Linked DNA regions of Gossypium hirsutum: region 2 is linked to region 1. A link is a contact called in public Hi-C data. All regions are on one chromosome and are shown on one strand. Each heading gives the region's core, a stretch centred on a gene start, on an enhancer-like site or on the middle of the called end of the contact. The rest is flanking DNA. Distances are from core to core; before and after follow the strand shown. Region 1 has its middle 30 kb from the start of LOC107910726. Region 2 has its middle 17 kb from the start of LOC107910726.

Evidence for each region. Hi-C and Micro-C count contacts between places; a contact is called where the count stands out from the background.
Region 2: a Hi-C map of leaf shows a contact between it and region 1, with 1.6 times the contacts expected there. The contact joins two enhancer-like sites. A contact is called at or near these places in 9 of 34 Hi-C or Micro-C datasets (callus and leaf).

The regions. Positions count from the first base shown.
Region 1 is chrD02:17,685,243-17,689,554 of Gossypium_hirsutum_v2.1, reverse strand. No RefSeq gene overlaps it. Among protein-coding and RNA genes, the nearest start is that of LOC107910726, 30 kb to the left of the region's middle. Within about 2 kb of position 2,399, at least 3 of the 9 cell types and tissues checked have an H3K27ac peak or open chromatin away from gene starts, as enhancers often do. A contact at or near this core is called in leaf, where this site is marked.
Region 2 is chrD02:17,732,222-17,736,533 of Gossypium_hirsutum_v2.1, reverse strand. It overlaps the pseudogene LOC107910727. Among protein-coding and RNA genes, the nearest start is that of LOC107910726, 17 kb to the right of the region's middle. Within about 2 kb of position 1,718, at least 8 of the 9 cell types and tissues checked have an H3K27ac peak or open chromatin away from gene starts, as enhancers often do. A contact at or near this core is called in leaf, where this site is marked.

The sequences.
Region 1 (4,312 bases), core at 1,150-3,649:
TTTGTACATTTTTCAATTTAGTCCCTATTGCCATGTAATTTATTTTTCACCATATAAACACTTTAATCAAATAATTCATTTTAATATCTTATTCCACATAACAAATTTTCATGCATATCACTTCTCTTGTTTCAATTATAAATTTCATAAAATTTACAATTTAATCTTTAACATCATGAAGATTCATTATTTACTATAATTTCACCCTAATATCACTTTGTAATCAATTCACAACTTATTATAAATCTTAAATGTATGTTTGTTTCATTAAAAATAACTTTCATAAAATATTTTCAAGAAATCTGCCAAACAACAAAAATATTTAACACAGGTTAATCTAAACACCAGAAAATATTAGCTTTTTCAAAAAAATAAATTATTTTTCGAGAATCATTTTCAATAAAACAAACTCAACCTAATTTAGATTAAATTTAAGGTGGAGAACATGTAAACGAGGATAACTGTTTTCAATATTATAGTTTCGGCCCACAAAATTTGAACCAAAATGTTGGCATTTAATTACCCTTTGTAGTTTGTTCTTTCTCCCAAACATTTCAATGGTTGGCACTACTATCATGATATAATTTATGTCGCATACGATGTTATTGAAGGGCGGCGGAAGAAACTGTAAACCTGCAGGCTAATGCAGCCAGCTATGTACGTTGCCAATTATAGTCTAGTATAGGTTTGGCCCTCTGTTTTTTTGCAATTAACTTTGCCTATTGTAATTTGTGCTATGTCGATTATATACAATCAAACTCCTAATGTGGACGGCTCATGAACTCATTGTAATGCTTTAACATGCGTACGTAAGTAGTAGTAGTATTAATGCAAGGATAAATTTTTTCGATCTTTTGATGGAAAATGTGTTTTCAAAGAATGGTCGAACTTGGGGACCTCAAAAGCCTTGGCCAAAAATTATTGAATGAACCACGCCAGTGCCACTAGATTCAAACACAGATGTGGACAATATAAGAAATGGACACATGAACCACTGTTGCCAAAATTTAATGTTAAATCATTTTGATGCTGATCTAGCTGCTTAAACAGCATTTGAAACTAATCAAGAGTTTGTATTAAACAGTGAGGAAAAGATAAAAAGAAAAGCCAATGGCAGTCAATAAGTGTTTGTGACATAGTTGGGGGTACAGTGGTCCTAGTGATAGGCTTCTTACCTGCAAAATTCAGGCTGAATTTCAACCCTAGTTGGCAGTGGGGTCTTATGGGATTACCGTTAAAAGCCAATACAAGCTATCTGTGAATGAAATTTAGGCCTCAATTACCCCTCTATATGGGCAAAAAGAAAGCACCATTGGTAGATTTTTTTTTTTTTGGTTTAGGGCATTAGGGGGTCAATACTGCCACCCAAGTCATTTAATATTGGCGGCAAAAACCAACCAATCTCTGGGTCTAATTTGGCAAAACCCAGAGTGTGCAACCCTACCCTATCTCTTATGTTCAGAGACTGGAATTGATGTTGGAGTTGAATGTAATGATAAGGGTATGAACATCATTCTATTTTGGTTGCATTTGTACCAATGGATAACAACTTCTAAATATCCATCCAACTTATATAACATTAATGCCCAACATCTCAATGTATCTCACTATCTCCTATCTGTTTCCCTTTACTCGTTCTCACTTGAGTTTATCATAATTGATATTAAAAATTAAAAAAATAAATAAATGAGACTAATGACAATTTCATAGAGTTAAAAAACCTCCATCGCATATACACTATAAAAAAAGTAATAGTTTAGGAAGAGTTAAAACTGATTGTATGGATCATTTTGGCAATCATCTCGCCTTTTAAATTTTGTATAATATTTCAGGTTGAACTCGTGAGCATATTATGTCTACAAGTTTAGGTAATTCTCGTTTAAAAGAAGTATTACATTTTATGTGCTAATAAATATTTACTATTTATTTTACAAGCTGGCACCAAGGATCTCAGAGCACCACCCAAATATATTTTATAATATAAAAATAAATATTTTAGGTTTAAAATAGTGAAAATAAATTAAAATTTTTATATATATTTTTTCAAAATATATCATATAAAAGTTATTGATTTTTTTTATTTACTTGAAAATTTATTATTCTTTAAAAATATTTATGAAAATGATTTTAAAACTTTGTCAAATAAAATTCAAAAACTGTAAAACGAAACTCATTTTACTAAAATAAAATTAAAATACAAAACAAGAAAAGATTAATACGAGACAAGTGAGAATCAAACCAAACCAAAATTACAATAAACTATTGGAAAAATTCCAAAAACCTCACTTAGGCGAGTTGGGTGGGCGGGTAACCAAGTCCAAGAGATTTGGGTCTACACATATAGTGTGATAGTTGGTGCACGTCAATGTTAGCCATTTGCAGCAATTGATGGGCCTAAAAGAAATTATAGTCAAACCAAGTTTTGCTTTAACATTTCGAAATTCTCTCTTCAGCCGAAAGTCCCCATCTACTTTCTCCTAAATGAATTTTGGGGTCTATGCTCTATGGGCTATAGCATAAGTTGCACCTTTACCCCTAATCCATGGTTATTGGTTAATCCATTCAACTTTTTGAAGTTTCAAAGGCTTTATGAAAGACGTTAAATGACTGACATTTTAAAGTTGGAAATAACTACTCTACTTTAGTAATTTTTAAGTGGTTGTATCATTTTCTGAAGAAAAATTGAAAATTAACCCCAATTAGGTTACTTGGGTTTATGAAATATAAATTTAAAAATGAGAATTGCTCGAAGCTTAATCGAATTCTATTCTTTATTATATAAATATAAATATAAATATAAATATTTTATATTTAAAATAGTGAAAATAATTTAAAAGTTCTTGAAAAATTATTATTTTTTAGAGATATTTATGATTTTTTTTGAAACTTTGTCAAATAACATTGAAAAAAGTCATAAAACATAGTTCATTTTGTCAAAATAAGTCTAAAAATCCAAAACAAATAATTAATATGAAAAACTAAAAATTGAACCAAACCAAACCGAATTATGATAGATAGTTCAAAAAATCTAAAAAACCTAACCAAACGGAACTGATATTACCCCTAATTGATGGTGCATCATTTTGTTTTTTTTTTCTTAACGCAAATTGATACTTAAATTATACCTTTTTTTTCCATCTATTTACCTAAACCCTTTTTTGGTCATAAGTGATACCTAAACTAATTTTTTCCCCAAATTGGTACCTTGGTACCTAAATTATTATTATTTTTCTCATTTTGATACCTAAACATTTTTTTGTCATAAGTAGTACCTAAACTATTATTTTGTTACTCATTTTGCACCAAAATGTTATATTCGTTAAAAAAATCAATGAATAAACTTAACAAATATTTTTAATTATTTGATTTCACTTTTTTTTCTTTTACATTATTTTTTTTATTTTTTTAATTTTTCCTTTTGTTTTCCTTTCTTCTTATTTTATAATGTTTGGTAATACCAACAATACTCAAAATTTGACCTCTCAAGGTCGACATGTCAGTCATTAATTCCATTTTTAAATATTTTTTTTGTTTTTATGATTTTTCAGTATTTGATCAAACTGGAATTCGTGGCTTGATCAGTTCAACCATCGGTTTGATTCTGAATAAATAAAAAATAAAAAATAAAATGAATAAATACATATGTAAGAGAAAATAAATTTTTTTCTTTTTTTCCTTATGTCATTTTTTAAGTGTTTATTTTTTTTATTGAAATAGACTTAATTGTTTAACTAACTATTAAACCATCAGAGTACCACCAATTTGAGAAAAAAAGTTAGTTTAAGTACCACTTGTAACCAAAAATAAAATTTAGGTGCAAAAATGAAAAAAACATAATTTAGATACCAATTTGTAGGTTAAGCCTTTTTTAAGTAGACTTAAAGATTTGATTAACGGAGGTACTAATTTGAAAAAAAAAGTAGTTTAAGTACGAATTGTGACAAAAATTTGGATACTAAAATTGAAAAAAAGTATAATTTAGATACCAACTTATATGTTAACTTTTTTTTTTTGGTAAAATGAATTGAAAAATTGATGGAAGGTAATGACAAACACCTTTTCACTTCTTTGGCACTATGACATAATTGGAGAAATGGAAATTTGAGTATGAAAATTTGAGAATAAGTATTAGAATGCAATACTATTAACGTATTACTAATATGCATCGGCAAATTTGTGGGGCGGGGGGAGGGAATTGCAATTTGGTTCAGTCATAAATGATAAAATTATGGATTTGTATTTTTATCCTCTAAAAATGAAATAAAAAATAAAAAATAAAAAAATGATAATATTATATTTTTGACATCTCAAA
Region 2 (4,312 bases), core at 469-2,968, 48 kb before region 1:
GTTTTACAGCTTTTATTACTTTATGAAATTTTTTTTTATCTTCTTATAAAATCCAATTCTTTTTACTTATTGTTTTATCGTATTATAATTTATTTAAATTACTAGTTAGACCTATTTACGTTTAGGTTATTATTAATTTAGTACTCGTCTCCCTTAAGTGCAAATCTCGGAGTATTCACCTGCTTCGTTGTAAACTAAATTACAACATGACTCGTATACTTGTAGACATCGCCTCAATTCTCTACCTTTAATAGTAGTATTCATACTCCCGACGTTGGTACATTGGGAGGTGGTCACCTTTAAGTTTGAAAATGTCTATTATAGGGAAGAGACGTTTTTAAAGGATTAAATTGGTAGTTTAGAAATGATTCTAGTCTAGTAATTTGTTTATGGTAATGTGTATCACGGAGAGTTGCTCCCAAAAGAACTTGTCAATCAAGCATAAAGCCTTAAAAGCCCTTCATGATGATATACTATAAAATTTGGTCATAACTTGCCCTCTTCTTTATACACCCTTTCTAAAATTTTCTATCTATGTATTATATCATGAGCTTTAACTTATAAAACTTGAATTTACCAAGATTTATAATATCATTATTTCTAATTCAAAATAATTTTAGATAAATTTACAAATTTTTAAATATTTTGGTAAAAATATAATTTCGACAAGGTCTTAGAAAAATTGATTAATCCTAAAAACTTTTCGTTTTTTTACCCTAGAATTTCCCCTCCTTTGAACCTTAGTATTGAAGTGCTACAATAATCAAACCTTCGTGATTTTCTCCTGCATTTAATTGGTTGCAAAAACAATAATTAATAGATTTACCTTCGAAATTTAAAATATTTTAAGTTCAAAATTCATAATTATTCATCAAAATTATTATTATCCATTAAATTAATAATTTAATATTTAAAAACTCCAACTTCATTTACATTCGAAATTCATAAATCTCATATAATATAAAATATGTTTATCATAATTATCTATTAAAATATTCACAATTTTCCCATTGTTTAGTAATTGCATGACTATAAATAATTTAAACATGATTACTCTTTTCAAGTATATTTTTAAATGAATAATTTAAAAAAAATACTTATCAGAATAAAATTAGGAATTTTTAACTATTTTAAATTAAAATATTTAAATATTTAAAAATATTTTAGTCATATTAAAAAACTAGCTTGCATCCCATGTAATGCACAGATTTATTATATTTAATATAAAAAATATAATTTAAAGTATTTTTATAAAAATAGATTTATACTTAATAAAATTTTGAAATTAAAATAATAATTGATAACTAAGATTGTAAAGAAATAAAAAAATCATAGAAAAGTTTTAACAATATTTAAAAATCTTTTTACTTTATATTAAACAGTTTAAAGATAATAAGAATATTTTTGTACCTTAAAACATAAGAACTATTTTTTTATTATGTTTTAAAAACCTTGTAATTTTACATATTTTTAATTAAAATATTATACGTAATATATTAATAGTAATAACGTAATATTGTTCCTCTAGAAATTAATTAAATATTAAAAAATATTTGTTTGAAAGAAATTAAAAAGATATTTTAGTTTCTACATAAGGGTACGAAAACAAGTGTGTACAAAAAAAATGAAAAGAAAAAAAATTGGCTTGAGCCGGTCCAAGTTGGTCATGTTCTTAAACACGGCGTCGCATCGACTCGATCCCTAGGAAAAAGACGACGAATTAAGTGATCCTCAGTTACGCCCCCACACTTGAGCCATGGCTGCTCCTCTGCTTCGTAAAGGCATCCCACTGCTCCGCCTTCGGCTGCAACGATACAACCTTCTTGCAGCTGGAATCCCACCGTCTCCTAGTCGTCCTTGGTGCGCTGCTGCAGAGTCGACTGGGCTCGAAGAGGAGGTGTCCTCCGCGGAGAAGAGCAGTGCGGTGCCTAGCGTGAGGGACCCGAAGAAGTACCATATGTTGGATGATCCTGATTACAGGAAATAGAAGGATAAGGAGGAAGAGATTCTTCGTGACATCCAGCCTATCATTTCGCTCGCCAGAGAGATTCTTCACTCTAATAGGTCAGTCTCACAGCTCTTGTCATTTTCACCAGTTATTTTAGGCTCCATTTACATATCATACATTTGAATCTTTACTGATATGATTTCATATATGTATCGCTTAATTAATACAATATAGTTAATCTTTCACCCTAAACCCTAAACAAGAAAGCAAAAGTAATAAAAGCAACTTGAATTTCTAATGTCTTAAAAGTTTAGTCCCATATTTATGCTGATTAACTTGAATTTCTAACAAATGGTCAAGCTTGGCATGGTTGCGTTGCAGTTGCTTCTTTTGCGATTAGAGTAGGAACTTGTTCAATCTTGTGGATAAATCTTTAATGCTTTCAAAAACATTGCTTTCTATTGCTTGGATGAAAATTATACTTCCTGTTGCTTGGCATGGTTGCGTTGCAGTTGCTTCTTTTGCGATTAGAGTAGGAACTTGTTCAATCTTGTGGATAAATCTTTAATGCTTTCAAAAACATTGCTTTCTATTGCTTGGATGAAAATTATACTTCCTGTTTGTATTTAAAAGAAGTTGTTTAAGTAGGAATGTGGAGTCTAATGGTGTCAGCAAAAGAGCTTTTTAATGTCGCCTAACCATCTTCTTGCCTGCCATTCAAAACACTGCCGCTAAGTTTCCTATATCAGTCTCCGAGGTTATCTTCTCTTATCAAGGACAGAAGAAGATGAAGGAAGAACTGGGATGTTGTATCCATTGGCTGTACGGACATTATAATCCAATTTTATATTTTACCCAAATTAGTAATGGAAAGAGAGAACACCATCAAATAAATTGCAGAGAATAATTTTCTGTCTGATTGCGTTATATATGTGCTAGAATCAAGTAGGTAGACTGTAGCTGCAGCTATTTTTACATCTTATGAAAATTCGGGAAACCAAATAAATAAGCAAAAACGGAACTCTCTAAATTGTCTTAAATTTTCAATATGTTAAACATCCCTTCTGAGGTTATTATGGAAAATATTCTCCAGAGTGGTAAGCTAGCTACATTTAGAAAAATTACTAATGAAATTAAGTTTTGACATAGAACCTATGATTTACACCACTAATAGAAAATCAAGCTAACATTTTTGAGATACTTTTTGGATGAAGCAGTTAATAAGTTGAATCAGTGTGTCTATACAGTGCAACAATGTTAAATATTAGTCAACTTCGTCAATGATTCTTCCTTCTAATTATTTTTCTCCTATTCTTAGGTATAAGGATGGGGAAGGATTAACTGTTGCAGATGAGGAAGCTGTAGTAGATATGCTTCTTCGTTATCATCCACATTCTGAAGATAAAATTGGATGTGGACTTGATTCTATTATGGTGAGTTTCTGTTGGCATTACCTTTTATTGTGGGTTTCACTATTTTGGTTTGAGTTGCTAGATAATCAAACATATCTTCTGGGTAAAAAAACTTCAAAGTATTTCCATAGTCAAGTCTGTTCTGTAAACCAATTTGGTAGTTTCGTATCTGGATAATATCTATTGTAAACTTAAAAGAACAAAGCTCATTGTTTCTTATGTCCTACTGCCAAAATTTTCTCCTACCTGCATTTGCTTTGAATTTACTCAAATAACTAAATGATAAGCTACCATTCTCTGTTCCTTGTGGTTAAATGTTGTTTTCCTTCATTGTTGTTGCAGCATCTGGCAATTTGTGTAATTTAGAAGAACAAACTATGGGTTTTCTAATTTATTTTTGGCTCGGTAAGCCTTGATTTAGAAGAATACATTCCCACTGAATGGAAAGTGGTGCCCTGAGTTTCGATCTTCTACCATGTTTTGGACCTTAGTTCCTTTTCTATGAATTTGTCACGTTTTATCCCTTGCTTCTTGCTGATATAATCTCCAGTTATCTCAAATTGTGCTTGAGAAGGATCTCCTTTTGACCTTCTTGCTCAGGTGACTGTTGAATGCATGCATCATGTATTATTTGCATACTTTTGCCTACATGGCAGCATGACATTCTCTCTCCCTCCCTCCCTCTCTCTCTCAAGTACCCATTTGACCAACACAATACAAATTAGGTTGCTCAGACTTCCCTTGCACTTAAAATTGGACTAATACCCCAATTTTTTTCCTTTATCAAGATTGGAATTTTTCTCATCTATTTAAGAAAAAAAACAAAATTTCAGTTCCCTTTTCTTTATTCTAATGCCTTTTTTGGTTACTAATTTAATAACATGAGGAAGATGCTTATCTATTACATATGTATTACAATAGTTGGACATAAAATAAAAAATAGTTAGTCCAA